Regions from separate parts of the Hordeum vulgare genome. Here region 1 is linked to region 2. A link is a contact called in public Hi-C data. All regions are on one chromosome and are shown on one strand. Each heading gives the region's core, a stretch centred on a gene start, on an enhancer-like site or on the middle of the called end of the contact. The rest is flanking DNA. Distances are from core to core; before and after follow the strand shown.

What was found. A called contact is a pair of places that touch in the nucleus more often than the background predicts.
Region 1: a Hi-C map of leaf shows a contact between it and region 2, with 4 times the contacts expected there. The contact joins the promoter of LOC123444260 here to the promoter of LOC123440171 in region 2. A contact is called at or near these places in 5 of 6 Hi-C or Micro-C datasets (leaf and seedling) and 1 of 1 datasets of contacts at active chromatin or transcription factors (embryo).

The regions. Positions count from the first base shown.
Region 1 is chr3H:460,990,627-460,995,201 of MorexV3_pseudomolecules_assembly, forward strand. It overlaps LOC123444260 (protein phosphatase 2C 50-like), which reads left to right and starts at 2,779. Exons shown (of 4, transcript XM_045120926.1): 1 at 2,779-3,458; 2 at 3,560-3,910; 3 at 3,988-4,093. The coding sequence starts at 3,105.
Region 2 is chr3H:460,856,885-460,861,285 of MorexV3_pseudomolecules_assembly, forward strand. It overlaps LOC123440171 (B3 domain-containing protein LFL1-like), which reads left to right and starts at 1,520. Exons shown (of 7, transcript XM_045116745.1): 1 at 1,520-1,745; 2 at 3,425-3,466; 3 at 3,569-3,655; 4 at 3,753-3,853; 5 at 4,166-4,212; 6 at 4,298-4,374. The coding sequence starts at 1,575.

The DNA.
Region 1 (4,575 bases), core at 1,529-4,028, 140 kb after region 2:
TAGTGCACCTTTATAGTCACCCAATTACAATGTGACGTTTGATACACCCAAAGCATTCCTACGATATCCGGGAGTTGTACAATCTCATGGTCTAAGCAAATGATACTTGACATTAGAAAAGCTCTAGCAGACGAACTACACGATCTTGTGCTATGCTTAGGATTGAGTCTTGTCCATCACATCATTCTACTAATGATGTGATCCCGTTATCAGCGACATCCAATGTCCATGGTCAGGAAACCATGACCATCCATTGATCAACGAGCTAGTCAACTAGAGGCTCACTAGGGACATGGTGTGGTCTATGTATTCACACATGTATTACGGTTTCCGGTTAATACAATTACAACATGAACAATAGACAATTATCATGAACAAGGAAATATAATAATAAACAATTTATTATTGACTCTAGGGCATATTTCCAACACGGGAGAGGGTCGGCCCGCGGCTGCATAAGTCAATGAGTGGCGCCTAAGAGCAAGGCGCCACACATTACAAGTGTGGCGCCTTTGCCTTATGCACCACACTACCGGAAGGGTGGGGTCGGCCAAGGCAGGGGTGCCAGCATGGCCGAAGGTGTGGCGTCTAGAGTTTTGGTGCCACACAGTGTAGTGTGATGCCTTTTTGTCGGACGCCACACAAAAGGGCTAGGCGGTCAAATTTCTTTCGATCACATTTCATTTTGTGAATTTGTTGTGTCAATAGGTCAAATTTGGCCATATTGTCGATAATTAGTAGTTTCCTTTTTAACATTTTTGGATCATGTGAAAGGTAATTTTCCTTTTAGGATGTAGTGTGGGACACTTTTTTAAATAAATAGACCACTTCGGAGCGTTAGCAGTCCAACGTCTACTCGCTAAACGCTTCTTGTTTTTGTGCAAGTTAATCTTCTTGGATGTTGGATTACAACAGTTAGGCGTCGTCTTCTTCCTCCAGGCCATCTCTTCTTCTTCCTCCTCCTTCAGCCGCCGAACTTGCTCTCATACTTGTGCTTATCTCCGTGTGCGATGTTAATTCTTTATTTTAAAGAAGGTTAAAACCTCCGATCTTTACGTCAATCGATGTATACATTTATTTTTATTAATTATTTAATAAAGGTCATCATCGTTTTCACCGAGGTAGCTATATAATCCGAATGGCGGTCCTCTTCTTTTTTCTCTCCCTAATAATAAAGCACATAGTGCTTCTGTCGTACGTCACTAAAATTACTTCCAATGTTATCCTAAATTACCCACTATGCCACCCATAAGTAAAGAAAACGATTTGATTTTTTTCCAGTCAAAGTCATCGTTCCTTACTTATAGGGAGAGGTCCTAAAAAGACAACCAGATGAGCTCGGCGTAGTGGTTGGAGCGCTGGTATTCCATCTAGTTGACCCAGGTTCGATACCTGGAACCTTCATTTCTTTGGTCACGCATTTTTGTTTTATTATTCCCATTTGTTTTTTATCTTCTTTAAATTAATTCGGAATTTACAAATTTCCAAATTAAAAAACTCTTGAGTTTTGAGCGAAAATATTCATAAAGTCATAAAATGTTTTGGGATTTCAAAATGTTTACAGATTTAAATAATACTGATGAAATCATAAAATGTTTGGGAATTCAAAAAAAAGGTTCGGGAAATCATAAAACGTTCATGGACTCAAAAAATGTTGATGATTTAAAAAAATTGTTTTGATTTTGTAAAAGAATTCACAATTTCATATTTTCAAAAAATATATTCAGCAAATATAAAACATTCATGATTTTGAAAATGATCATGTATTCAAAAATATCCTTGAATTCGAAGAAAATGTGTAAGAAATTTTGAAAAACGTTCACGGAAACTAAAAAAATGCAAAAATATGTATTATACAACAGATTTAATCTTACCATGGCGGTCTCCTCTCCATAAACTGCAGGTGCCGTCCTTAGGTTAGAGCACGGCGACAATGAGGCATACGTATTTAGTGACCACTAACCACATTACAAAAATCCTTGTCAGAAGCCGTTTACTCTATAGCGATGCCCCTGTGTTGTGCTAAAGTATAATGAAAAGCACATCATCTTGAAATTGATTGTTAGCGATGATGAAAAGTATAATGGACAATATGAACATCATTAGCGATTACGATGAAAAGAAAAATAACAACAAAATTAAATGGGTAGCTAGGAGCGTGCAACATTTTATTTTTTTCCGCTTGCAACGCACGGACACATTTCCTTAGGGCATGTACAATGGTGCTATCTTAGAAGTGCCACATAGGATAAATGATGAGGTGGAGAAGAGAAAACTCGAAAAAAAGGCTTTGCCTTCTCTTATTTAAAAGAAAACAAGAGGTGATCTCGTAGCACAATACGCCTCATCATGTTTTTAGGAATAACTAATTATAAAAGATAGGGTTAAAAGATGACCCATTGTAGACTCTCTTTTTTGTCATTGTACCTGCCTTTAAAGAAAACTCAGTCAACTTACTTATAGCTTCTCGCCTTTTTTTTTTTGACACGAGAGCTGGTCTGCGGCCGTGTGCAACGGTGCAGGCAGCCGAGTATAGCATAGCAGACACCAAAATCTCGAGTGAGCAACAGACGGTAACAAACAAACCCACGATCAGGTCCACCCCACTCCATCCAGATTCCAGGCCCAGCGGGAGGAAGTTTTTAAAAAGGAAAACTGGAGCAGACCAGCAGCAGCGCCTAGACGCGACACCTGTTCTTCATGGCGCAGCCAATCGCATCCCCCCACCTCGCTTCCTTGCGGCTCGTGCCTTTCCTCCCTCACTCACAGTCACACGTCCCGCTCGCCCGCATCCGCTCCTCCTCCCCCGAACACGCAACGCCGTCGTCCGCCACTGGCAACCTCCCACGCCCCCGCGCGCCGCGCCCACCTGGTACACGTACTCCCGAACCCAGCACCAACCCTCCTCGTCACCACTCTCTCTCTCTACTTTCCCTCGCTCTCTCCCTCTCTCTCTCTTTCTCCATTGCTGCACCCTTGATTCGCGCAAAGGACGCCACGGCTCGCGCTCTCTCTGTTGGTGGGCTGCTCAGGCGCGTGGTGCGGCTGGCCGGCGCTGCCGTCGGCGTGGTCTCGGGGCTGTTTTACTGCCGTGGGATCGGGTGATGGCGGCGGCGGTGTTCGCCGGGGACGGGGCCGCCGCGCGCGGGGGGTGCTCGGCGGAATGCGCCGGGGGGATCGAGAGGCCACCGGATCTCGGGAGCAGGGCGGGGGACGGGTGCGGCAAGCGGAGCGTGTACCTCATGGAGTGCGTGCCGCTGTGGGGCTGCGCCGCGGCGCGCGGCCGTGCCGCGGAGATGGAGGACGCGTGCGCCGCCGTGCCGCGCTTCGCTGCCCTGCCGGCGCGGATGCTCGCCAGCAGCCGTGAGCTGGACGGGATCGGGGGCGACTTCGACGCCGCCGAGCTCCGGCTCCCAGCGCACCTGTTCGGCGTCTACGATGGGCACGGCGGCTCGGAGGTGGGGTTATCTTCTCCTGTGACTCTTGGCCCAGAGTCCCGGACCAAACACATTTGACTTGAAGCGGGCCCTCTTGCTCATGCTTGATCATGTCTGTGCAGGTCGCAAACTACTGCCGGGATAAGATCCACGTTGTGTTGAGAGAAGTGCTGAGAGACGGCAGGGGGTTGGAGGAACTGGGAGAAGTAGGGGAGGTGGACGTGAAGGAATCATGGGAGAAGGTTTTCGGTGATTGTTTCCAGAAGGTAGACGACGAGGTGTCGGGGAAAGCGATCAGGTTTTCCAATGGCGTCACGGAGCTCCGTCCGGAGCCTATTGCCGCTGATAACGTCGGTTCCACTGCCGTGGTTGCGATTGTCTGCTCTTCTCATGTCATAACTGCGAATTGTGGAGATTCACGCGTCGTGCTCTGCCGTGGGAAGGAGCCGATTGCTCTGTCCGTCGATCACAAAGTACATACTGGGCTTTACTGTTCAGCTAAGTTTTTTGGTTAAGGCAAATTGTATCTGATTATGCTTTCCTGTTCTAGCCTGATGGGAAAGACGAGCGTGCCAGGATTGAGGCCGCAGGTGGAAAGGTCATTGACTGGAATGGTTATCGTGTCTCTGGTATTCTCGCAATGTCACGGTCAATCGGTAAGTTTTCCGCCTTTGCACGCCCAAGCTTATTACCTGGACAAACATATTGATGATTTCTTTTTTTCTTTTTTTTGCGGGAAACATATTGATGATTTCAAGCCAGCTGTAAAGCCATGTTTGGAATGCGATTAAGATCTTAAGATGTTTTCTGTTACTTTTTGACCACGAGTGTGCTAGCCTAACATGACTGTTCTTATTCATGAACACTAGAAGAAGGCACACTTTAGTAACTCTAGAAGGCATCTCTCCGTAAGCTAGGAGCTTAAGACCCAAAAAAAGTGTCACAACAAGTAAGCTTGTACAAAAACATGTTGTAGACCTGTTCAGCATATATGGCGCCGATTTATTCGGTTCGGCCAAACATCCGTAGCAGTAGATAGTTGTAGGTCTATGGCCATATCAGCTTATTTGCTGCATATGTTTGGGATGTCAGTAAGTGATGATATGTGAACTACGAGAGCCTATATCAAACCATCAAT
Region 2 (4,401 bases), core at 270-2,769:
ACCGGCTTTATTGTCTGCTTGGTGGTGGTACGCTTTGCTAGAAGCCGCTACCAACCATGAATATCGGAGGCAATCAAACCTGCAACCAAGCCGACTTGCACCCAAGGGGGCACACGTTTAAGGGAAGGAACCTATGAGGTCGGATCCGAGGACACTGATCGGATGTAGTCCGAGTTGGATTTGGATCGTGATCGAGTAGACTTTGGGCTTTAGGATCCGTGCGATACCCAACCGTTGAGCCCGTGATGGATCCATATATATATATAGTGGAGGTGCGACATATGGTTTCAGTTGATCACTTCAACGTCGTCATTAGGGCTTTGCATGCGTTACCACTAGCCACCTCCACTCATCGTCAGTTGCGTGATCGGACCTAGGAGTCGGCCACACGATGTTCTTCATGCACGCGCGAATATCGTCAGAGGCGATGCAATTGCGCTACTACAGCGAACCTGTTCGTGAAAGCCAACGACCGTCTCTTCGAGAGAGTTCCAACAAGGAGGAGACGAACCCCCGGACGCGCTGCCCCGATGCTACTTCTACTGCACCACACTACGCGACTAGTGATAAGGATCCGTGATCCATCCCCATCGCATGTTCCTTAATCGATGCACTTAGCGTAGGACAACAGTTGGATTCAAGCCCCACCTGTGCGGACGCAATGGATTCCCGTCGAAGTGACTCGGTGCCCGCATACTGGAAGGACGAAGTTCGGGTTTCCTCCAGAGACCAACGGAGAGCGAGTCGTATGGCTAACTCGTCCATGTCCTCGCATGGGACAAGGTCCCAACCGACGAATTTGGAATTATCACACTCTCATTCGTTGCCTACCATATCAAAAAAAGGCCGAAGCTCGTTTAAGATAAGTAAGGGAGGAGCAAAACAGATTGAAAGTGAAGTGACGTGGCTAGGTTTTAATCCTGGATAAGAATATAGACGTACATATGTGGGGTTAAAATGAGCCAATGTGGGCTAGATCTAATATGGTGGATGCGTCTATGCATCCTATATTCATTTCGCGTATGGACCACGTATGACGGACGAATGTGAATGTCACAAATTTGTTGCCATAAAAGAGTATCTGCGCCATAGGGCTATTTTTAGCGAACCCCCGTCCACGCTTCAAGCTCCACCGCAGCCTACGACCAGTGAATGAGCAGAGCTCGCGCGGGGGGCGGGGCGGCAGTGATGAGTGCGCCAACCACCACGGGCGAGGGCGAGGGCGAATGCAGGCAGAGTGCGAAACACGGAACGGAACCCAAACCAGGCGCCCCCCGGATTTCAAAACTCACAAGCCAGCCATTTGTCTGCGAGCCCCGCGGGGAATCCCAAGGCGGAAAAAACGCCAGCAGCGGCCTCCCCGCGCCTCCCACCCGGCGCCTGCCACCTCGCGCCCGCCCGGTTGGCCCTCGGCATCGCCCCGTCGGGCGCTGGCTCCCATTTCAGAGCTCGCCCGCCACTTGGCGCCGCGCCCCCCGTCTCCGATTCTCCGCCCGCCCCCGCCTATAAATGCGCCCCGCGCGACCCCAACCCTAGCCGCCGCATCATCCCCCTCCTCCTCCCGTCCCACCGGCATGGCCGCCATCAGCAGCAGCAAGCGCCGCTCCCCCTCCGCATCCACCGCCGCCTCCTCCTCCTCGGCCGACGGGATCGGCGAGCCTGGCCCGCAGCTCGTCACCCGGAAGCGGAGGTCCGTTCGGCGCGGGCCCCGCGGCGGTGTCCGGTGGATGCCGGCGATCCGACCAGTGAGTGCCTCGGAATTCATCGCCACGTCCTGCTGCGTGTAGGTGGTCGATCCTCCGTATATTATGGGATCATCATCATCTCCGCGGAGGTGGTGGGCCGTGCTGGCGGGGAGACGCGGTGGGCTGGAGGCCCAGGGCAAGAGAGGGGTGATTGTTATGGTTGACGTTTGATTTGAGATTTGATTTGATTGATAGCGACCGAGGCGCCTCTAGATGTTTGACGTGTGTGGTTGATTGCATTGGGGGCTCTCATCTGCCCGATTGCCGATTTGATTACTGCGTTGTTGCGAGTCTAGGGGATCTTTGAAGGTCTTATTTTGAATTCCACGATCGGATTTCACCGACCTAACGGGTTGTGTGCTTAGGTGTGAATGTGATCAATTGCTATTTTTTGCTCAATTGTCGTCGTTAGTGTGCTAGGCTAGAGGTTATGGTAAGGGGTGATTTTTGTACTTCTCTGTTGGATCTACGACGTCTATGGCAGGGTCCACTCTTTGATAGTTTTGGTCAGTCATTAACTCATCATACACCAATTATCCATGTTTTCGAACTAAATAATCAGAGTAAGACTTCGTAACTCATCTTCTGTCGTGTCTCATGTGGCACATGTATAGAATATGTGCTGTAGGTCCCATCTGGCAGTTTCAGCGTAATAAGAACACTTAGTGGTTCACATCGTCACCGTGTCAATGTAGTTATGTGCAACGGTAACAACAACACTTGCCTATGCCTGTGTGCATTACTTGATGCAGAGGTCGAGGGTCTTTTCCCTCTTTTTGGAAAAAAACAAACAAGAACACTTGCGTGGTTATATATATTACAACAGTACACACTCAATATTAGCTGCAAGTGCATAATTTAGTCCTTTACATACTCACATTCTTTTGTCCATGTTGTTATGTGCATTTCACATTTACTGTCTGCACAAATGTTATGTTATTGCCATTTCCATGAGGCGCTGCAAGGTTTGTAGGGATTGCGTTTTCTCTAGTAGCTTACTGCAGCACAATAATCGCAGGAAATAGCAGCACATGTCAAATTAACTGATTGAGTTTTTGATTTCAGTGTCTTTGGTATTTTTTTTCCATAGCATGTGGCATGGGCCACAACAGTAATTATGTCAGGCAGTAGATACTAGCTGATACATTATGTGTACTTGTGTACCAGTATGCTGACTGGGACGACGGGTAGACCATCTGGTATGAATGTAGCGGTGTTACTTCAGACTGGGGTTCTTGAACCTTAATTGCCCCAAGTAACTTTTGAGCTTAATGCAATTTTCAGGTGCTAGTTATGTTTTCATGTTTGTTTTGGACTTTGTAGTGTGATTTATCTTATATTTTAAACAGAAGCTATGAAAACTGTGTGACCATAGCATCATTTCTATTACTATGATGGACAGAACTGGTGTAAGAGGGCATTTGTAGTACGTACAATTTAAGACACTTGCTATCTACACTTTTGTCATAAGCTTAAAATAATCATTTCCATGTTAACTAAACTGTACACAATCTACAACTTGCAACTATTTATTTTCCGTTGGATGAAGAATCAATGCTCAGGATTGTCAACTTAGAAATAAGGATTTCCAATTCAATTTAGAGATAGACACGTCTAATGTGGTACTTGATTTTATTTTTTCTGCCTGCTCCCTAAATGAATTCGTTTTTTTGTGATAGGTAAGTGAGCTGGATTTAAATAGAGTTGCTCTAGATCCAGATGTAAGACTTATGCAAAACATATAGGAAGTATTTTTTTAGAGAAGGAAACAGTGTTAATCGAACTAGTCCATTGTATTAATAGATTCTAGAATGTTTGTGTAGCATCAAGTGCCCGGGTTGCGAGTTATTCTGCAGAAGGAGCTCCGTAACAGTGACATAAGCCAGCTTGGGAGAATTGTTCTTCCGAAGGTGAGTTCTTATTTAAACAGCTTTTACAAACTTCCTTTTACCATCATAGTTCATGCTCTCTAACTGTTGACACTTGTCTCTGGCATTAATTGCACAGAAAGAGTCGGAGGCTTACCTCCCAACTCTGGCATCAAAGGATGGCAGAAGTCTACGCATGCATGATTTGCTAAATGCACAAGAGTGGACATTCAAGTACAGGTTGGACAAACTGTTTTTTTTTTTTGCGTTAATGTTTGCTGCTATGGGCTGCAATACCCATATGATCTTTGTTGTACCTCACTTTTACTATCTCAGCCATAAAATTGAAGAAATTCCTGTGAAAGAAGCACAATTACATGATTATAATGGTGGTAATTTATTTTAATACTCTGCCTTGTCTAACAAGAAATGAATTATCAGTAAGGTAGTTCATAGTTACGAATGTTCTTAGTTGCAGTGACATCTCTGCATTTATGTTTAGTTTGGTCTAGCATATCCACTACAATGACACAGTTTATAATCTCCGTACAGATACTGGCCAAACAACAACAGCAGGATGTATGTACTTGAGAATACCGGTGAATACCTTTATTTTCATCCTACCTATTCTGTCACATCTGTGGATCAAGTTCTTACATTTTTCTACCTCTATTAAACATCCAGGGGATTATGTCAGAACCCATAACCTTCGAGTGGGAGACTTCATCATGATATACAAAGACGATGACAATAACCGATTTGTAACTTAATCTTTCTTCCTGGTTATT